Regions from separate parts of the Mus musculus genome. Here regions 2 and 3 are each linked to region 1. A link is a contact called in public HiChIP or PLAC-seq data. All regions are on one chromosome and are shown on one strand. Each heading gives the region's core, a stretch centred on a gene start, on an enhancer-like site or on the middle of the called end of the contact. The rest is flanking DNA. Distances are from core to core; before and after follow the strand shown. Region 1 has its middle 9.5 kb from the start of Gm26744. Region 2 overlaps Igf2bp2 (insulin-like growth factor 2 mRNA binding protein 2). Region 3 overlaps Senp2 (SUMO/sentrin specific peptidase 2).

Region 1 (3,567 bases), core at 381-2,880:
TATGAAGAAAGGAGCGATTTTAGAAAGATATTGAAAAGAATGTGGTTGGCACCGAGAAGAAGTAGATAATTTCACTTATTCACTCAGTAAAAAGCATGCTAGTCTGTGCTGGCAGCAAACTGAGATCCGTTAACAAACTAGTATGCAGCCCTGCCCTGAAAAAGCATGGTGTGTAGATCTGAGAACCTGGTTTCCTTAAGACATTTTTACACACAGAATTCAGGACAGGATGGAATTTTCCCTTGAACACTGAATTTTGGAGTTGTTCCCCTGCCATCTTCACTTTTTTTTTTTTTTTTTTTTTCTCATTCTGAGGCTGTTCTAAAAGGGAGAAGTGGAAGCCATTGCTCACACTTCTGTCACGGTCTCTGGTTGGTTGGTTGGTCCTGGCCTCTCTGACAGCGAATGAGCACTGGTCCATTGTACTGGCCTTCTCCTGCCTACACAAGTGTATCCCGGGACTGCCCGCTGTAGCGGTGGATTGGCTTGCTTCTATCCTGAGTGGACTTCAGCCAAAGGCTAACTTCATAGGGAACACCCCATTCTAGAAATAACAATGATAAATACTATGAGATGATATCAGACCTGAAATTTAAATCAGCAAGGCATGGTTCCACTGAAACCTACTCACAACGGAAGCACTGGCCTGGAAAAGACTCGATCTTAGCATAGTTTAGTCTATTAAATTACTCAGGGCTGTACTAAATACGTATCTTTGAAAAGTGTATCCTTTAGAGGACAGGCTGGTGTTTTAAAATGGCTCAGTATGTAAAGAGCCCTTCTGCTCAAGTGTGAGCGACAGAGCTCTGATTCCAGGACAACACAGCAGAGCCAGGAGTGGGTGTGTGGCTCTCTAGCCTTAGCCCTGTGGTGTAGGAGCAAGATGGTGGAGGGGCTCGCTGGTCACTAGTTCCGGGCTCAGTTAGAGGCCATGTCTCAAAGGAATAAGTTAGTAATAAAGGAAGTCACCCAAAGCTCTCCTCTGACCTCCACATGCACAACAAACATGTGTACCCGGATACAATGTCCCTTATACATGTATACACACACATGTACCCCCATACACATGTACACATACATGCATGCGCAGAATTCACACATTGCAAGACAAGCTGTGACTTAATAAAACCTTAAGTGTATTTTCCCAGAGGAGTGTAAACTGGTGCTCACTGCATAGCTGGGCTACGAAACAGTCACAGGTGATGGTGTGCATTTCTGAGACAGCACCACTACACGCTCCTACATGTAAGGCACATGCTTTTATTTCCCTGCACTTGCCTCATTGCATGCTGAGCCTAGTGAGATAATCCATTGCTGCCACCTACTGTAAACCAGAAAAATATTCTTGAAATACTTTCACATTTGAAAGGGAAAGTGCAATGTTGCTGGAATTGCTCAGGAATCATTTTGTCAGAGAAGCGAGTTAACCTCTAGCTAAAGTATCCCAGAATCCTGAAAGGCAATCAATAAGACAATAGGCAAAATAGTAAAGTAAGCCACACAGAAGAGCATCAAATGGCTTTGTTAAGGTATATTCTGTTAAGTTCACACAAGCTCTGCTTTACATCCATGCAGAAACATGAACCTGTTCTTCTGTACTGAGGAAGTCACTCCCAGCACGCACTCTTCCCTCTCTGACCCCGGCTGTGGCTCCATCGTGGACAGCGGCTTTCCCAGCAGATGGGCTGCACTTCAGATGGCCTGAAACTGAAGAAAAGGGGGAAGAAGAGACTCCTGCCTCCTCCTCCAGCCAGGGCTACATCTCAGAGTCAGCACCAGGTCTGAATGAAAGGGCTAAACAACTCAGTCCAGGGACAGTTTCCATGAAAACCACATGGTGATATTTTTAGAGAAGACAAAGAACTCCTTCATGACTTGAAAATGAGTGTGGGTAAGTATGTTACAATGGATATATATATCCAACGAACCAAAGAGGGAGTTTATTTGGAGGAATTTATAAAATTGACAAAATGTAAAAAGAAACAGCTTGTACAATTGTGAGTTCAATAATTATTAAGATAAAGAGATAAATTTGAGATGGTATGGAAGTGGGAAGGATCTGAGAAGAGTTAGGTTAGGGGAGAAGAAAACATAATGAAAATATGTTGTATGAAAAACCTGTTAATTAAAAAGAATCATTAATGTGGATAAATGTAGGAATGAGATGAACAAGGAAAAGGCCCACCTACCAGTTAAGTTACAGATGAAAAGATAGAAAGCTCATAAGAAAAATGTTCAATTTAAACATTAGTTAAAGAAATGGAAATAAAGCAAGATGCCACTTCCTGCTTGCAAAGGGTTTGAGATCCTTTTATTTTGTTGATATGGCAACAACCTCCGTTTGAAAGTCTGAGGAAACAGGTGTGCACACAGTGCCTCTGGCAGTAGGCATAACGTGACAATGTCCTTTAAGGAGCTTAAAGAAACAGTGTTATTGTTTTGAGATTTCGTCTCAAGTTTCCCAGGCGGGCCTCAAACTAGCTGCACAGCCTGGGACGACCTTGAACTCTGAAAGGAGAGACCGAGGAAGTAATTACTGAATGGCAGATCATGTTCCCAACTGGTAGATGGGACCTATCCCACGTCCCACTGTCATGTGAGACAGAGAGCTGGTCTGTCTGCCCCACTCACTGTCCTTTTCCACTTGCACACCAGCTGGTGGACATGAGGCAGAGCATCTTGCACACAGATCTTCTGCTGAGGTCAGACTGGCCGCATGCACACACATGCCCAGTTGTTTCTAGAGTCGCAGCACACTGCACTACTCACAGTGAGTGGATATGTTTACCCATCTGATTTTGATTGTCCCATTTCCATTCGTTAAAATATCCCAGTGGCAGCCATCCACCAACAGCAAACTAGAGGAAAAAGTAAGAGGACGCCGCAGTGGTGTTTGGGTAGAGAAGCTGCCTTGGGCAAGGCACCAGTGTCACCCCATGAGTAGACTCCCATGAGCATGTGCAGGACTCGCTTCTTCCTATCAACAGGGTAAGATCAACATGACTACGGATACATAACTATCACTGTCATCAAAACCATGTCACCTGTCTGCCACCTCTCTCTTTCTCGCACAGTAGCTACAAGGAAGCATGTGGCCATGTTGAAGGGTTCCACATGGCAAGGATATGTGGGGTGATCTCTATGAGCTGAGGGTAGACTTCCTCACTTGGCAGGAAACAAGGAGGTGGGAGAACAGAAGTTCTTAGTCTGATAACCACAAGCCAGAGTCATAGGAACTGAATTCATTACTTGCCACAAATCCCTTAGACCTCCAGGGGAGAAGGAATTCAGCCCTGGCACCTGTCTTTACTAAGGCTGTCAGAACACTTCTGTAGAGGGTATAGCTATGCCACACCCCATAAGTGAGGTGATAAATGTATATTTTTAAGCCAGTAAGTTGTGATAATGGTGGTATATAGAATTTTTCATAGCATCCCACCTACAGACAACTTGGTTTACACCTACAGAAAGCATCTAAATCCCCCCTGAGGTATGTTTAACAAAGACTGAATAGCATAGTACATTGCCCCCTTTTAGTACAAAACCCAGAAATACATAACAACTGTC
Region 2 (3,567 bases), core at 320-2,819, 230 kb before region 1:
CCCACAGACACCTATAGCATCAACCTCTGCCAGCCTGGCCTAAGAACCTCTGACTTTCTTCAGGGGTTCCAGGAATAGGTGGCTTACCCACCATCCTGGGTACTCAGCATGGAGTCTGGTCACAGCAGGGCGAATCACCTTGTAAGGTGGTGTTCCTCATTATAGGATGGGCTGGACAGCTTCCCCTCTGTCCTTTGACCAGGCGTGGTTAATAGCTTTTTATTATTTTGTATATTATTGTATATGTGAAAGCTCATACCCACCACAGCACATACAGCGAGCACCATGTGCAAGTCAGGACAACTCCCTCCCTCCCTCCCTCCCTCCCTCCCTCCCTCCCTCTTTCTTTTAGAATAAGTTATTTATTTTATGTATATGAGTACACCATTGCTCTCTTCAGACACACCAGAAGAGGGCATCAGATCCCATTACAGATGGTTGTGAGCCGCCATGTGCTTGCCGGGAATTGAACTCAGGACCTCTGGAAGAGCAGTCGGTGCTCTTAACCTCTGAGCCATCTCTCCAGCCCCAGGACAGTGTTCAGGAATTGTCTCCTTCCACCAGAGATTGAACTCATGTCATCAAGCTTACATGACAAACATTTTTTTTTTTAATCCACTGAGTCACCACAAAATAACCCATTTTGGTTCTTGGAGGAAGGCCCAGGAAGTATATATATCAAATCTGTGTCTGAGAACCCAGGGACAGCCAGCTACATGTGCCCCACAAACATGGGTGGGTGGGTGCTCAGAGGTCCTTGCAGGCTCATGCAATCTTGCTTAGGTTCAACATCACTCCTCAGATTCATCTATAGAGCACCAGGCCACACACTGACATGGCACTTTGGCCATCTCCCCAGATTGCGAGGCCTTCCCATGTTGGGTCTGTTAACCGCACTTGGCTGGGCCATGAGGTGCCAGGTCAGAATGATAGCTGTGTATGTGTTCTTTTCTAGTACCCAGAGCAGGAGACTGTAAGTCTCTTCATCCCAACCCAGGCTGTGGGTGCTATCATCGGGAAGAAGGGGGCACACATCAAACAGCTCGCTCGATTTGCTGGTGCCTCCATCAAGGTAAGATTGTTACTGCCTGTCCCCATGGGCCACCTCCTGTCAGTGCTAGAGAATTCTCACAGCACCTAGAGATGGCCATTCCTGTCAGCTCCCATTCTTCATCTTAGTCCTTTCCTGTTCAATCAAACCAAAGTTAGAAGAAAGAACTAGTAATGACCAAACCTGATCCTCCAAGGGTTGGCACTGTCCCCTCTTCCCGAGAAGATAGAGAAGGCCCACATGAGCAGAATGAGCATCTATGCCTAGCACTCAGCATGTTGATGCTCCTTAGCCCAGGCTTCAAGGACTTACAGACTGTGGGAACGCAAACTGAAGAACTTTCTGGAAAGTGCTGATAAGATCATAGGCAGACAAAGCTGATAGTGTCTCCTGTTAAGAGGCCAGGACTGAGCCAAAGTCTGGGAGAGGGAATTCCCCTTGGTTTGCAACACTGATGTGTGCAGATGTGGCTGCAGCCCATGTTCTGCCCCCTCAGTTGTCAGTGATTGTTTGCCACAGATCTGCCTCAAGCCCAGCTGTTGCTCTGACTCAGCGCGAGGCCGTGACTCCGAAAGCCCCCGTGAAACGCTTCCGGAAATGCTTTTCATTGTTACGGGAAAGAATTTGCTACCATGAGACAACCCAGAGTTATGCCAAGTCTCATGACTTGGAGAGAGAATGCCTACACTTTTCCCCTGAGAGCTGGAGTTTCTCCCACAGCCAAGTGTGACAGGGAAGAAAACCAAAAACAAAGCATTCTGAGTTGTGCATTATGAGGACAGTGGTGGCCCTGGGAAAGATGGCATCTTGCTGTACTCTCAAGCTGCATCCATCTGTGCTTGCAGTTAGGGGTTCACATTTGCACTGGGGGTTAGCTAGCCCACGGTGGGCTGGGCATGATGAGAGTGTGGGGTGCTTTATGCCCGATGGCTTGGCACGTATAATACCCTGGCCTAGATGATGCAGACAGCAAGGATGAGGATGACCATAGTCTGCAGTGCCCAGAGATCTTTCTTAGTGCCTAACGCTGTAGTCTGAGATGGTTAAACACAAAACAAAACAAAACTCTACAGTGAGACAGCTTGGACCGAAGGGCTTTGAGGGTTTCCTTTATTCAAACCTCAGTTTACAGGAAAAAAGCAAGACACAGAGAATAAGGCTCATTGAGACACCTAAGTGGTCAGCCTCAATCTTAGACAGAAATTCCACTGGCCACTAGGATCCTGAGGTCCTGAGGCAGACCAGACCACAGTACCTTCTTGGTCTCCTCAGCAGGTGGAATGACTGCCTGGAGCTACCAGATCCAGATCAACTCTGTTGTTGACTTCTCTTCCTCTTCCTGTACAGAGTTTTTAAGTCAGAGTGTGCTGGGGGTGGAAATGTAACAAGAACCCAACGGGGGCTTGGCCTCTGTGGCTTTCCCTAGCTGCAGAGGGATCCACAACCCCTTTCTTGACTCTAAAGCCAGAACCAGGTGACTGAAGCTGCCTAGTTCTCACGCTTACTGCAACTGGAACTCGGCCCCTCGAGTCATTTCATCAGCTTTCTGTCTTTGATGGTTTTCTTCACTGCTTAAGCCTTTGTCTAATTCCTCTCCACAAGTCCGAAGCTTGGCTGGGTGAGGTCTTGCTCTGAGATCACGATCTTCCTTATTCCATTTAGTATAAGGCTTTTCTTTAAACTTTTATCTCCTTGAACACAATAAATACATAGCTCCACTACACCTCCTGGTGCTCCTATTCTCTTCAGACTGTACATTTTATATTTTTCCTTGGTTGGCTTATGAGAGTGGCCACATGACAGAGTCAGTACTAGGCTGTCTTGAAATCTCTGCCAATGCCATTAATCCAAAATGCTCTAATTTAGCCTCAGATAGATTTTTTTTTCCCCCTAAAATACCACAGGAGTGGTCTCCAGGCCATTTACTGTATTCTTCCCTCTGAAATGTCTTCACCTGGGCCTCCACAGTTCAAATTGCCCTCAGTGCTGTCTTCATGCTCCTATTGGTAATGGCCCCGTAAGCCCTGCATTCAGGTGCATTCAGCTCCTTTCCTAATCCAGAGTAGCAACATTCACATTCCACCACCAAACAGCCGGTCTCAGCCACACTCCGCTCGCGGTACCAACTTCTGTCTTAGTGTTGTGCTCTGAAGAGACACTATGACAACTCATAAAGCATTCAGCTGGGGCTGGCTTTACAGGTTCAGAGGTTTAGTCCATTTCCATCATGGCAAGAAACATGGTAGCACAGCCAGATGTGGTGGTCTGGAGGTCTACATTAGATCCATTGGTAGCAGGAAAGACACTGGGCCTGACCTAGGCTCCTAAAACCCCAAAGCCCACCTCAGTGGCACACTTCCTCCAACAAAGCCACACCTGCTAATCCTTCTAAACTAATGCCACTCCCTAAGCATTCAAATGTATGAACTTCTGGGCCCATTCTTATTCAAACCACCAGATACCTTTAATCAAACTATTGGTGAGGTCTTTGTATTCTCACAGGATTAAAAAGCTTG
Region 3 (3,567 bases), core at 546-3,045, 210 kb before region 1:
CCCTGTTTTCAATTTAAGTGACTTTTAAAGGTGAAAACCAAACAAATCTACAATCTTATTTCCGTTCTACCACTATTTTGTTCCAAAAGCTGCTTATTCCCATGAAATCTCATCAATTCCTTGCTATTTATATTAGCTGGCCATGGCGGTATACACCTATAATCCCAACACTTTAGAAAGCAGCTAAGATATGAAGATCGTGAGTCTGAGGCTAGTCTGGCTCCACAGTATCCCCGCATCAGAAAAAATAGAACAGAAACAAAATAAAACCAGAGTCTAGGGTAGGAAAGCGAGAGAGACTCAGTGCTTTCACGGAGAATCACTGGCATGTTTTCAGAGCAACAAAACGCAAAGCACCCAAAAGTATTTGTAACTCAGACACCCATCCCCACGTTTGATAAAATTGAAGTTCCAGCTGGGAGGTGGGGGTCTGCACCTTTAATTCCAGTACTGGGAAGGCAGAGGCAGGCAGATCTCTGAGTATGAGGACAGCCTTGGCTACCCAGAGAAATCTTGTCTCACACACACAAAAAAATTCAAAATTGAGGTTCGCATATTTGCCCTATTCATGGTACATTGCTATAAATAAGTGGCTCTATATAATAAATTACTGAGTTTTTGGAGGATATATATGGCAAAAATCTTTAAAAAAAAACACATTAATTTTTTTTTTTTGAGACAGTCTCACTATGTAGTACTAGTTGGCCCGGCACTCACTACGCAAACCAGGCTGGCCTGAAGCTCACAGACCCTCCTCCAGTCTCTGCCTCTCTAGTGTTGGGATTAGAGATATGCACCACCATGCCCAGTAAAACACAACATTTATTCCTAGTGAAAGAGCGGAGACTCCTCAGTAGTGAGTTCTTTGAGACTGGGAAGATATGAACTCGGCAGGGAGTCCAACTGACTTCATGTTCCTCCAAAGCATTTAGTTCTACTGTTCAACAAGCAGCTTGTCTGACAATCAGGAACTATCAAATGAAGGTCTATGATTGAGGAATAATTTTAATTGGGGTCAACTGTGGCTGGACAAAGAGCGAGCCCACCATCAAACAGCAATGTAAACATTTCTTCTGATGTGCCTGTGTCTCCTCTCAAGTACACCACCTTGCAGAAAGGAAAGCCCATTCCTTCCCGCTTCCATCTTATACTCGGGTGAGTCCTGTGAGGACAGGCCCAGCTTCCTTCCCCCTGCTGTCATCTATCCTCACACGCCTCTCTCTAGCTAAAAGTAACAGTAACACACAGGAACCAGTTACAAATGAAGTTGAAGGACAAGCAAGTTATCCCCCTGGTCTTTCAAGAGCAGGGCAGTCCTGAGAATACACGCTGCAACAGAGCACGCAGGACACTGCTTCTGACAACTGGGGGCCTTACCCACGGTTCTCAGCAACAGTACTGTTCATTTGAAGAGCCTGAAATGTGCCAGGCACTGCCAAAGCATAGTACCAACTAAGTGCACAAGCAGCAGCCTGGACTCACCTGAGTGAATGTGATAGGTTTGTCCCTAGAAATATAATCTGCATATTTACAAGTAAACATTCCACAGTCACTCCCATTCAACTGCTGAGGAATCTCCTAAAACCAAACAAACAGAAAAGAGGTAAAATATCATTACACAGACATCATTAATCTCTTTCTAAACAGACTGTGAAAGCAGCATGATAAAGGTCGATAAGTCTGCTGTTGCACAAACACAGACACACATACAAGCACAATCCCTCTTATTCTCTGTGGTAGAAAACCCTAACCACGGGTACAGTGCATGAGACTCCACAGAAACATTCATAGAAGAAAGAAGAAGTGAGAACTCTACTAAAAGGCAAAACAAAGCCCAGCACACACGGCGAGAGCTGAGATAAGAGGACCCACATTTGGTTTATTACAAGAACACTAGTGACTCTTCATGATGGACTCCTACAGTGGGAGCAGGGCTGTCTCTGACTCTGGTAGCTTTTGGGACCCTTCCCCATTACTGGGCTATTTTGTCTAGCCTCAGTAGGAAGAGATGCTCTTACTGCAACTTGGTGTGCCAAGGCTGGCTGATACCCAGGGGCGGAGCCCCGTTCTAAAGAGAAAGGGAGGACAGGTGGGTAGAGTGGGTCAGGGGAAGGGAAGGTTGGAAGGAAGGACTGGAGGAGAGAAGGGAGGGGAAACTGAAGTTTGGATGTAAAATAAACTAATTAAAAAAAAATACTGTTGACATTTCAAAAGTACTATCGACTTTCAAAGGGGATGAAGAGAGGGTCAATCAGATCAATGTGGAACACAGGAATCTACTTCAATCCTGCAGAGCTCACATACTCTTAACAACCAGGACAAGTGCCCGCTGCTGAGGGTCCCTACGGTTTCAAGTGAGAAGAGAAAACCATCTCAGAGGTTGTAATCAACTAAGACCGTGCCATGAGGGTTAGTCCTGTCTGAGGCAGAACCACAGCTGGGAACATTAGAAAATAAACCTGTATGGACTAAGCTGTGTGCCCAGCCTGCATCGCCCCAGGCAGACATAAGGGATACATGAGAAGGAGAATAGCGGAAGGCTTACTCCACTGCTGAATCTCACACTGGATGGCAACAGAGTCCCTTCGATTCCCAAATGCAGTTACAACTGGGGAAGGATAGGTAGCATGCCCACCACACACATGTATACACTGGGGTCTCACACACCACACAGCACACTTTAGGAAAGGAAGGAAGGAAGAAAGAGAAAGGTGTCCAGGCCTGAGCCTCACTTACATGTGGCTTCATGCTGTAGTGGGTCCACTCTAAGAGGTTGAGATCTGTATTTCTTTTGGTCTTGCTTTCATCCTGTAAATACTGACTAAAGAAAACAAGAACAAAGAATGAATGTATCAATGAAGTCCCAAGAGAACACTCACTGTGATTAAAAAGAACTTTGTGATATTTAGCAGGGATGTCATTCTCAAATCTGGATCTATTTGTTTTTTTAGAAATGTAACTTTTATTTTTTAGGTTTCCCTCTCATGCTAGTAAAAAATTTACATGTTCAAAGATATCATACTTACTTTAAAAGAAAATAAAAAGCGAATCCTTTACAACAGACACTGGAAGTTTCTAGTTCTCTATACCTACAATTAAAGAGTTCACCACTAATACCAGGCTTTTCAAGCTACTCTAGAAGAAGAAAGAAAAGGAAGAAACACTTCCAAGTCAAAGGCCGATAAAGACATGGGGTGGGGATGAGGGAGATTAACTAACTTCCCTGATAAATTTAAACACAGACAAAATACTTGCAAACTGAAGTCAAGGGCTGGTGAGGTGGCTCAGCAGGTATGAGCACTGACTGCTCTTCCGAAGGTCCTGAGTTCAAATCCCAGCAACCACATGGTGGCTCACAACCACCCGTAATGAGATCTGACGCCCTCTTCTGGTGCGTCCGAAGACAGCTATGGTGTACTTACGTAGAATAATAAGTAAATTTAAAAAAATATTTAAAAAAAAACAACAACAAAAAACCTGAAGTCAAGAACACATCAAAAAGAGCATGCACAGTGACTAAGCTGTCGGTGCAACTTGACCAGAGATGCAAGAAAGGTTCAATATGTG

What was found. HiChIP or PLAC-seq counts read pairs in DNA pulled down with a chosen protein or histone mark.
Region 2: a contact with region 1 is called in an H3K27ac HiChIP or PLAC-seq map of double positive thymocytes, with 6 read pairs. The contact joins two enhancer-like sites. A contact is called at or near these places in 7 of 484 Hi-C or Micro-C datasets (the C3H10T1/2 cell line, CD4 T cells, bone marrow-derived macrophages and 2 more), 5 of 115 datasets of contacts at active chromatin or transcription factors (T-cell acute lymphoblastic leukemia, bone marrow-derived macrophages, double positive thymocytes and 2 more) and 4 of 9 other capture datasets (adipose tissue, embryonic stem cells, liver and 1 more).
Region 3: a contact with region 1 is called in an H3K4me3 HiChIP or PLAC-seq map of bone marrow-derived macrophages, with 4 times the contacts expected there. The contact joins two enhancer-like sites. A contact is called at or near these places in 1 of 15 datasets of contacts at CTCF or cohesin (pro-B cells), 17 of 484 Hi-C or Micro-C datasets (3T3-L1-derived adipocytes, the C2C12 cell line, the C3H10T1/2 cell line and 9 more), 5 of 115 datasets of contacts at active chromatin or transcription factors (bone marrow-derived macrophages, double positive thymocytes, embryonic basal ganglia and 2 more) and 2 of 9 other capture datasets (adipose tissue and pancreatic islet).

What each region holds. Positions count from the first base shown.
Region 1 is chr16:21,834,619-21,838,185 of GRCm38.p6, reverse strand. It overlaps a transcript of Map3k13 not described here. Among named protein-coding and RNA genes, the nearest start is that of Gm26744, 9.5 kb to the left of the region's middle. Within about 2 kb of position 1,630, at least 55 of the 459 cell types and tissues checked have an H3K27ac peak or open chromatin away from gene starts, as enhancers often do. A contact at or near this core is called in T-cell acute lymphoblastic leukemia, bone marrow-derived macrophages and double positive thymocytes, where this site is marked.
Region 2 is chr16:22,065,648-22,069,214 of GRCm38.p6, reverse strand. It overlaps Igf2bp2 (insulin-like growth factor 2 mRNA binding protein 2), which reads left to right. Exons shown (of 16, transcript NM_183029.2): 12 at 956-1,072. Among named protein-coding and RNA genes, the nearest start is that of Senp2, 58 kb to the right of the region's middle. Within about 2 kb of position 1,569, at least 76 of the 459 cell types and tissues checked have an H3K27ac peak or open chromatin away from gene starts, as enhancers often do. A contact at or near this core is called in T-cell acute lymphoblastic leukemia and double positive thymocytes, where this site is marked.
Region 3 is chr16:22,042,224-22,045,790 of GRCm38.p6, reverse strand. It overlaps Senp2 (SUMO/sentrin specific peptidase 2), which reads right to left. Exons shown (of 17, transcript NM_029457.3): 15 at 2,737-2,821; 16 at 1,483-1,578. Among named protein-coding and RNA genes, the nearest start is that of Senp2, 35 kb to the right of the region's middle. Within about 2 kb of position 1,795, at least 11 of the 459 cell types and tissues checked have an H3K27ac peak or open chromatin away from gene starts, as enhancers often do. A contact at or near this core is called in bone marrow-derived macrophages, where this site is marked.